Regions from separate parts of the Gossypium hirsutum genome. Here region 1 is linked to region 2. Evidence: chromatin contacts called from public Hi-C data. All regions are on one chromosome and are shown on one strand. The core of a region is the stretch at or near the end of the contact, and the rest is flanking DNA. Distances in the headings are between cores, read along the strand shown. Region 1 holds the start of LOC107955270 (probable serine/threonine-protein kinase At1g01540). Region 2 has its middle 10 kb from the start of LOC107956844.

Evidence for each region. Hi-C and Micro-C count contacts between places; a contact is called where the count stands out from the background.
Region 1: a Hi-C map of leaf shows a contact between it and region 2, with 1.8 times the contacts expected there. The contact joins the promoter of LOC107955270 here to the enhancer-like site in region 2. A contact is called at or near these places in 2 of 34 Hi-C or Micro-C datasets (both in leaf).

The regions. Positions count from the first base shown.
Region 1 is chrA07:31,973,323-31,978,767 of Gossypium_hirsutum_v2.1, forward strand. LOC107955270 (probable serine/threonine-protein kinase At1g01540) reads left to right here and starts at 3,752. Exons shown (of 8, transcript XM_016891012.2): 1 at 3,752-4,546; 2 at 5,022-5,126; 3 at 5,223-5,345; 4 at 5,432-5,445. The coding sequence starts at 3,981.
Region 2 is chrA07:31,525,573-31,530,419 of Gossypium_hirsutum_v2.1, forward strand. No RefSeq gene overlaps it. Among protein-coding and RNA genes, the nearest start is that of LOC107956844, 10 kb to the right of the region's middle. Within about 2 kb of position 1,894, at least 4 of the 9 cell types and tissues checked have an H3K27ac peak or open chromatin away from gene starts, as enhancers often do. A contact at or near this core is called in leaf, where this site is marked.

The DNA.
Region 1 (5,445 bases), core at 2,502-5,001, 450 kb after region 2:
AAATAAAATGCAAGGTGATGGTTTAGCAGCAATTTCACAAGTTCAACAACAATAACATAGATAAGCTAGAACAATTACAACACTTGACTCAATTCATTTTCATCATGTTTAACAATGTTCCGAAAATATTCCATGGCAACCCGATCGTTCATTAACTAGGAATCTCATATAAGTTCAATTGAATCTTATATTTAGAAAAATATGTATAAACCAATGTCATAATTTAACTAAGAATTCCTTAGAATTTATGTGAAGTAATAGGGAAGGATTAGATTTAAAACAATTTAATCACATAAACCTAAAGTTATGCAAGGTAATAAGTTCTCTTAGTCTATTACGAATCCATAATTTATTCTTATTAAGATATAAATTAAGCATGCACCTTCTAATTATCGTTTCCATTAGTTATCATCTGACTAACTAATTCTAATACATTCAAACATATACATAATGATTTTAATTGGAAGTATGAACAACCGAGGCACAAAAAAATATAAACATGAATTAAATGAATTTATTCAGTCATTACAGTTATTCTAGCTAAACAAAATTAAGTCATTATTGTCAATGGAAAAACATCATAATAATTTGCAAACATGTTGAATAACTAAGAACAAAATTAAAGAATAAGAAAGAAGAAACTTTTGATGATTTTAATGATTCTCTGAAGACTAATTGTGGCAACTTCCTTTGATTCTCGTAATTGCTCATTTGCAAAATGCTCCTCAAAGTAGGCGGCCAAGAGCGATTTTCCTCAAGGGAAATGTTATTTAAGGGAGGTGGAGAAATGGATGGCTTATGTGTGGAAAGGAGGGAAGAAAAATATGATAGGAATGTGAATGAGAGATGAATAAGGGATGCTTGAAATGAGAAATGATGAGTGGTATTTATAGTAGAGGGATGGTTAGGGAGTTTGCTGAAAATAGCATGGAGATCCCTTGAAATGCTCTATTTCTTAATCAGCCATAGAATGTGGAGGAAGAGGTTGGTAGTTGCTTGATTCATGCTTGATTTCATGCAAAGGGTTGGACAGTTTCTTGGGTATTAGTTAAGGGCTAATTTTTAATTTTTCTCACAAGTACATGGACTTCCAAATTAATTATTCCAAAGCTAATTTGGATTGCTCTTGATGCCTTAGCCAAATTGGACTACTTTCCCCCTACTTTGACAGTTTTGTGACCCAAATAACTATCAAACTTACTCTTTTCAACAAGACAACTTTAACTGGATCAAATTGACTTCTCTTGACTCAATTTGTTGTATTTGTCGTCCAATTGAGGTGGAGTATAACTCATGTCCATGTTTGTATTGAATAAGCTTCCACAATTATTAATTCAATGGTCCCACTACAACAATTAAAGCACAAAAATTACTATGTAACATAAGATAGTTAAATTATGCAAAATTTAATACATAAATCCATAAATTTGCATACTTTACTAAAATTATGCCCATTGTCTCAATATGAACAAAAATCACCCAATTAAATGTCTAAATACTAGGGATTAACATAAATTATAAGTAAAAAGGTGATACAAACAACTATAAAAAATCTATATAATTGAAAGTTTACAATCGCGTTTCATATACAGATGATGCTGGCTCGCGCGGAAAAAAAGGGTATTTTATCTCAAAACATGAACTAACCATACTCACCTTGACAACTTTGGTTTAATACCACCATAACCAGATACCATACACTACATTATTGAGAGGAAACACTTACCTTAAATAGCTATACAGGAAAATAATTTTATAACATAAGGAAGTAAGAAGGAACTCACCAGAAAGCCTAATACAGTAATTTACTTAGCAGGTCTTTTGCCCTTGTTGTTTGGAATTTTGTTAGCTTCTCGAGCTAAAAAGAGAGACAATTATGTCTACCAAATCATTAAACTACTGAAATTTAACATGTATGCATGAATCGGTTGCATGCAACCTAGAATTAGGAAGTTTCCTTCCTCACGAATAGTTCTAAAACCTATGCATGCGTTACTTTAAATACATAAATTCCTTCAATAATAACCTACGGATTTACTAGAAACTACTAATAAATTGGTACTAACAATGATGTCAGCTAGATACTGGAAACTCCTCGTTATTAATTTCAACTTAGAAATTTCTAAAGGTTTAGCGAAAAAAGCAAGGAAGAAGAAGAAGCAGAAGCAAAAACGCAAAAACATGCCAACTAGATATCCTTATATAACATAGAAATACAAGAGCAAAACTTAGTGGAAAGTCAGAAGATTCCACGATCGTTCTAGAATTTTGAAAAAAAAATAATTAAGAATCTAATCATACCCTAGTTTAGTTCTAACTAGGTCTCAACTAAACCCCAACATTACTAACCAAACCATCGTAATATATACTAAACACGAAAACAAATCTATCGAGCTGCGAACTAATGAGTTCGCCCAAAACATTTGGGTGGGTGGATAGCTAAACAGAAGAGTCCACCAAACCCTAGAGTTCGCCAAATCCTGGAGTTTGCCAAATGATGAATCCCATAGAATACACTACCCAATCAAAAACAAATATTTCACTAACTTACTCAATTTTTACCTTCGACTTAACCAACTTACACACCAAACAGTAACTTTACATAGCCTCCACCAGACGAACTGCTATAGAATGTGGTTGTACACTTACTACATGGAAGAAGGAATATATGTGTCTTGAGTCTCCATCTTTCTACCAACACGCTGATGAGTGTAGGATCCAATTTGTAACGCTCAAGCATATGAGACGAATGTAAGAATCTCGCGTCTTGCAAATAACCACGAATTTCAATGTCTACGCTCTTTGACAAATTATGTATGAACCCTTCCAAAACACAATCATTCGCCCATTTATATTGACAAAATAAAATATTTTAAAAATTAAAAAATTTCAAATTTAACTTAATTGAAAATAACGAAATTTAAAATTGTTCTTAACATTATTGCTTGAGCAATGGAAATTTGCTTATCGTCAAAACGAATTAGAAAGTTTGTCATTCGTGAAAAATTAATCGAAATGAATATACAAAATAATTAAATAAAACTATAGTATCTTTAAATAAAGTGTATAGGAAAATTTCAAACAAAAATTGAGAAATTAATAGAGTTGAGAGAATTGAGAGTTTAGAGAGAGAGAGAAAATTAAATTTGAGTGAAAAGAATAAAAAATAGAATAGCCTAATATTTATAGGGAAAAAAATTACTATTGACTCTTTTAAAAAAATTTATTGTCGGGAAAATGATCGTTGCAGGAAAACACACCAAGCTGGATGTGCTTTTATATTCTCTAAAAAAACAATATATTTCTCTAATTTAAGGAAAAAGAACGACCTAAAAGCAATTAAAAAAACCACATATTTTTCTAATTTAGCCCGAAAATTAAGATATACTAATTGAAAAATAATCAATTAATTCCATAAACGGGTGAATGTGGTGCGGCCACGTGTGGGTCCTACTTAAAAACGTTGATTCATCAACCACGTGAAGCTCTGGTGTAGGTCTTCCATACGCAATCTGATTCGTGATCTTTACCGTTTGATGAAATACACCAAATAACTTAACCAGCCAACACGTGTCCTAGAATTTCCCTTAAACGGTCATCGCCGTCTCAATATTGAAAAAGGAAGAAAAGAAAAGGACAATCTCGTCATTTCACTTATTACACAAACATCCAATTCCAGCTAGACAATATTATATTTTTCTAATTTCAAATAATTTAAGAAAAAAAAAGACAGCCTTTTTTTTTTCGGACAACTTATTTAAAAGTACAGCAGATATTAAAAAAGAAAAAGAGGTATGGTACTGGAGACTAAAAAAAAAAAAAAAACACTATTTCTCTGTCTCCATTTTGCTTTAATTATATTCGTTTTGATTCTTTTTTCCTGTTCCCAAACTTTTTTTTTTAATGAAAGTCGTTTCTCCGGCGTAGTTAATCCTGCCGGAGTCTTGAACTGTTTGAAGAAATTCTGAAAAAGAAAGGAAATGTCAGTGGACGACGCGGCATTTGTTAACACGGAGCTATCAAAGCCGACGTCGATATTCGGGTTAAGATTATGGGTGGTGATCGGTATTCTACTTGGCTCACTCATAGTCTTGACTCTGTTTCTTCTCTCACTTTGCCTCACAACACGCCGCAAATCTCGTAGACATCAACACCTGGACCCCACGCCGCCAATTTCCAAAGAGATCCAAGAAATAGTCCATCACCCTCCCGCACCAGATCACCACCATGCCGCCCCGCCGGTACCGGAGATTCAAGTTGACTTGGGGAAAGTGGAACACAGGGTGGTGTTCTCCAGTGGGGAAAGCAGAGGGCCGACGAGTGCCGCTGCTAGTGTGAGCGAGACGGCGTCGTTTGGAAGTGGAAGCGTGGGTCCGGAAGTGTCTCATCTTGGGTGGGGAAGATGGTATACTTTGAGGGAACTTGAATTAGCTACCAATGGATTGTGTGAAGAGAATGTGATTGGGGAAGGTGGCTATGGAATTGTTTATAGTGGCGTTTTAACTGACGGAACTAAAGTTGCTGTTAAGAATTTGCTTAATAACAGGTACCCCTTTTTTTATAAAACTTTTATTTGATTATGCCTCTTTTTTTTTGTTAATAATTTTCATTTCTTGAAATGAATGTTCTTTTGCGAATTATGTATCTTTGATTGGGTTTGTTTTTCATTATAGTAATTAGTTTGAACTTAATTTGATTGCTAAGGGGAAAAACACAAATTTTTTTCTGTCATGAAATCGATGTATTCATGCAACTGTGAACAGTTAGCTGCCTCAATGTTTTTTTTCTTTTCTGGTTTAAAGTTCTTGCCTTGGGTTGGTCAGACATTGTGCTGTAAAGTGTAAAAATCACTGCTTTTTGAGGAAAAGAAGTCATTATTAGGCCTGGACGATAATGTGTTTTTTCTTTTTGGTTAGACTTTTATGGAATCTTTTTTTGTCTTCGTTATTCCCCTTAATTCATTTATTTAAGTTTGGTTTGCCTACCAATTAGCTTAACAAAGTAATGAATCAATCCTTCAGGGGTCAAGCTGAGAAGGAATTTAAGGTGGAGGTGGAAGCAATTGGGCGTGTAAGGCACAAGAATCTTGTAAGATTGCTTGGATACTGTGTTGAAGGTGCATATAGGTACTGTGATTATCTTCCACCATGAAAACAAAAATGCTACTCTTTTTCTGAATAGTGTAAGAGAAGTGACCTTTTTTATCTGGTTTTGCTGTTCAGGATGCTTGTATATGAGTATGTTGACAATGGGAATCTGGAACAGTGGGTCCATGGGGATGTTGGGGATGTCAGTCCTCTTACATGGGAGATACGAATGAATATCATAGTGGGAACAGCCAAAGGGTACATTAGTTAGAATTGTATGCTTTGGTTCATATACAGTTGTTTATAATTTCTTCTTCAGATTGTGTATTGCTATTTACGTGCAGTTTAGCCTACCTTC
Region 2 (4,847 bases), core at 644-3,143:
TACTTTATCCAATTTTAACTTAAAATTTAGGTCAAATTCTCCAATTAGTCCCTATATTATGTATAAGTTGTGGACTAATTTGGTCACTTTTAATCTTCGTACTTTTCTAAAGTTAAAATTTTCAGTATTGACCAAACAATAGTTGTTATGTTTTCTACATAACATCTTGAAAATAACAAAATTTAATAAATGTAACAATGACAATTCAATTCAAACTAAAATTTTAAAATTCAAAAAGTACAAAGACTAAAAGTAACCAAATTAAATGCGATAACTAAATACAAAACTTACACATAATACAAAAACTAAAAACAAAAATTATCCATTATTGTTTAACATACAATATGCCATAAGTTTCTATACTCTTCACAAATTTAGAATTTAATTATTATACTTTTGTTTATTGGAATTTAGTCCAACTTTTCATTTTTTTTAAAAAGTTCAAGTTCAACTATTAATATTTTTAAAATTATTTTTTAAAATTCATGTTCATTATAATATCATTTTTAGTTACATAACTGCTAAGTCAGTTTTTTTTTATTTCAAAATATCACATCAGTAAATTTAACAAAAAATTAATTATATTAATAATTGGACCTAAATTTTAGAATCTAAAAAAGTAAAGAAACTAAATTATTAAAAATATAAAAATTAAATTTCAAAATTTTAAAGTACAGATACTTATATTTTAACATCCATAATTTATCCATATTTATAGATTATTAAAATAAGCTATACTAACTCAAATCGAATTAGGATTTTTTTTTTTTAAATTCCTAATGACTTCAAACAGGATTAGGATTTTTACAGCATTATACAAAGCATCTTGAATTTAAAAAAAAATAAAAATAAAAGTTACTCTAAAATACTCTGTAGTTACTCTACCGCCTGTTTTTTTTTACCTTTCCCGCCATAGTAAAAAGCTTGAAATTTTTATTACTATTCTTCCATGGCAACTAAGGCTACCAAGCAAACAAAGTTCCGATGGGCGGATATTGAAGATAACGAGGCCGAGGATTTGACTTACTTATTACCACCGAAGGAAGTAATCGGCCCAGACAAGAACGGGATCAAGAAGGTGATTGAGTATAAGTTCAACGAAGAAGGGAAACACGTCAAGAGTCACGACGACGATCCAAGTCCGAAAAATCGCCGTCGATTCTCCACGCAAGGAACGGATATTCGATAGAAGGTCTTGTGCTAAATTTGGAAGTGCTATGGGTGATGAAGTTGATAATAGCCGACTCACTATGGTTTCTACTGAAGAAATCTCCCTTGAACGACGCGGTTCGTTTCTTTTTCTCTCGGTTTATTTTGATATGAATTTGATTGTTTTAGGTTTAATTATAAACCGGTCCCTAATAGAGTTTTTGAAAATTGGTCACTCTTAGGGGAGTAATTTTCGGTTTTAATCTAGAAAACCAAAAAGATTAACCCATTCGATTTTTTCGGTTTTGATTTAATCGGGTGGGATGGATTGAACGGTTTTGATCTCAGTTTAATTGTTTAATTTAACCCACATAACCAAACTGAAAAAAGAATTATTTAAAATATATTTATATTTTATAATACATAATATATATGTAGCCATATAAATCTAATTGAGAAAACCGACTGAATCAAAGTAATTTCTTAGTTTTCATGGTATACGATAATTAAATTTTGACAAATTAGAATATAGGAACTAATTTCTCAATTTCTATGAGAAATACTATAATTAAAATTTGACAAATTAGTATATAGGGATTAATTTATAATTTTTTGTAAAATAGAGGATGAAATTTAAATTTAAACATTTATTCTTGAATATCCTTGAAACTACTACTTATAGGTAGCAAAGTAGAAGAACCAAAGGTTGCTGCCGTCCATTCTTTAGCTCAACAAGCCAAAAACGGTGCCGTTCTCATGCTGTGTAGAACATGCGGCAAAGAAAGGATCCCCGTTAATTTGATATTATTGAATAAGCTATGAAAGAAATAGAAAATATTTCTTTAATTTTAAGATACAATTAAAAGTTTAATCAATTTTAATTAAAAAAAGTTGAATTTACCTTTATCAAAAAGCGTTCAATCAATCTTAACTTTTACAATTAAAAGATTGAAAATGTAATTTGAAAGCACCAAAAATCATCATTGAAAAATTAAGAACATGGAGAGACTTAAAAATGCAATTAATCCAAAACGTTGTTTAATATGTAGAATACCAAGTTTTTTTTTTCTTTCTAATATGAAATGTTTCAGGAAAAAAAAACTTTTTTTTCCTTCTTTGTTTTTTAGATTATTGTTACCAATTTATATTCCAACACCTTTCATTTACCATGTTTACAAAGTCCGACGTCATGAGAACGCAAAATATCGGGTTCTAATTTTTTTTTTCATTTTCTTTTAAAATTTTAATCTTTCTTTTATTTTTTTTTCTTGTTGCTTTTTTTTTCTGGTTGTAATTGCATTGTTATGAAAGTTTAAGCTCACCATGAAAAGTGTTTTTTTCGTCTTCAATTACATGATTCCATTTTTCATTTTTTTTAATCACAATATACTTTTAAATTTTTTTTCTATTTTTTAACTTATGTTTTATTTTTATTTTTTTGCATGTCTTTTCATTTCCAGTTTAGATTTCGTGATGTCAGTGGTATGAAGATGAAATCTTATTGACTTTTATTTTTAATTTTCAATTTCAAGTTTCTTTTCTCTTGTTTTGAACATCAATGTTCTTAATCACATTTTTCATCTAGATTTGATATTGTTGCTGCCGCAGAAGAATAAACTTGTTCAGTTTCTGGTGACGACAAATTACTTTGTAACTGCTAGAGAAAAGGTAAAGTAGAAGTCGTACAACGCTTATTCCGTTGACATACAAAAAGAACCCGGATTTACATTGTTAAGGTAGATCTAGATTTTTAAACTCTTTTTTCGTCAACTACATGTTTATATATTTCTTTATTTTGTTATAGATCCACATTCCTCTATTAAATTGCCCTTTTTCTTTTACGAAATATACATATGTTGGTTTTTATGATACCATTTGCTTTTTTAAACAATAATATATGCTTGTAAAATATTTTTTTTCTAAGTTTTAATTTTTTTTCTTTTCTTGTCTCGTATTTTTTTCATTTTGAATTATATTGACTAACAAACGTTTTCATTAACCATTTCGATAGCATCTAAATGACAACGTACACTGTTTTAATTTTCAAGTTTAGTTATTTTTATTCTTTTGACCTCAATAAGCGTTAAAAATTTGTTTTAATAAAATATGGTAAGTGATATTATAATAGTTATGATAAGTTAATTATTTTATTTAATTACGTAATAATATGTTTACTAATTTATTTTGCAAAACATTAATTGATCAGAAAAGTAAAGGTAAATATATTTGGATTAAGATTTGAAAGTAACTTAAGTTTGATTATGTGGTTGTTGATAATATTTGAAAAGATATTCCTAATGATAATACTTGAATGTAACTTAGCCATTATTATTATGATGTTATCTGTCTCATGTTTCTATGAAGGTATCATATATTTGTATTTACTGTCGTCTTGTTGCATGTATCCCAATAATATTGATATTTTTATTTTTCGAGATTCTTACGCATCAAATAATAGGTACAAAAAAGGTGAAGATCTAACTATTTGATAGATTAAAATTGATTTAATTTTGAAAAAATAAAATATTGATCGCATGTAAAGGAAATTATTTTTTAATTAATTATTTGAATGAAGCATGAATCCAAAATTTTATGTTGTCTGAATTTAATTGAATATTATTATTGGAAATTAGTAGGTTGTAAATTAGAGATAATTCAAAATATAGTAGAAATGTAAATTTACCCTAGACTTGGTTAATATTATTTTTACCTTTAATATGGATTGCACCAAACCCAAGATTAGAGACAAGTTTTTATATTAAGATATTAACTTGAACATAGGGTTGAACTTGAGTTTTATTTAATTATTAAAGTTGCTTTGATGATATTTTTTGTTTGTATGAGTACGTAAGTTTAATTTATTTAATTTTAAACTTGCTTTGAATTGTATGCTTATTTATACATAAGTTGAATTTATTTTAAACATGATTTATGATGAATATATATTTGGATTAGTTACAAGCTAAAAATAAAATGTTAAGAAACCGAAGGAAAATAATGGAAATTATTTTGTTTGGAAAATCCATAGTTGATTGCTGGAAATAATGTGATAATGTGAAAATGCATGTCTAGAAATGGTTCTTGTAACACCTCAAATCCGGCCTAGACATCATGGTTGAATTTGGGAGTGTTACGATGAAGTGTTTTAAAACACATCTTTTATGTTAAAATGAATCGCGTTGCTTGATACCAAATAGAGTCCATATTTTCGAAAAAACTTGTTTTTATTATCTTATTGAAATCGTTATAAGTTGTCCTTTATAGTTACAAAAAGTTTCGCAGCGGAAGTTTGAAAATCATTTAAATTGAAACCAGGTTCGTGTTTCCAAAAACATCTGTTCCTGTAAAGTTGGAATTTTTTCAATCACATAGTTTAAAAATCATAAACGCAACCAAACCAAAAATCCAAAACGAACAGTCCCAAAAAGTCATGAGAGTCCAAAAATTACAAAACTCTCTCGAAAACCAAAAATTACAAGGATAATAAAAACAATAGTTTTCCAATGAGTGGTCACCGCTGAGCCTCTGTCGCACCGACCCGCCTATGTATGAGGATTACCTGTACAGAGCAGACAAACAGATGTGAGTTTTCGTAAACTCAGTGTGTAACCCAACAAAGATAGACATACAAATGTACACAGTATTCTCATATGCAGAACATATACAAATATGGACCTAAGTCCTTAGCAGATACAAAT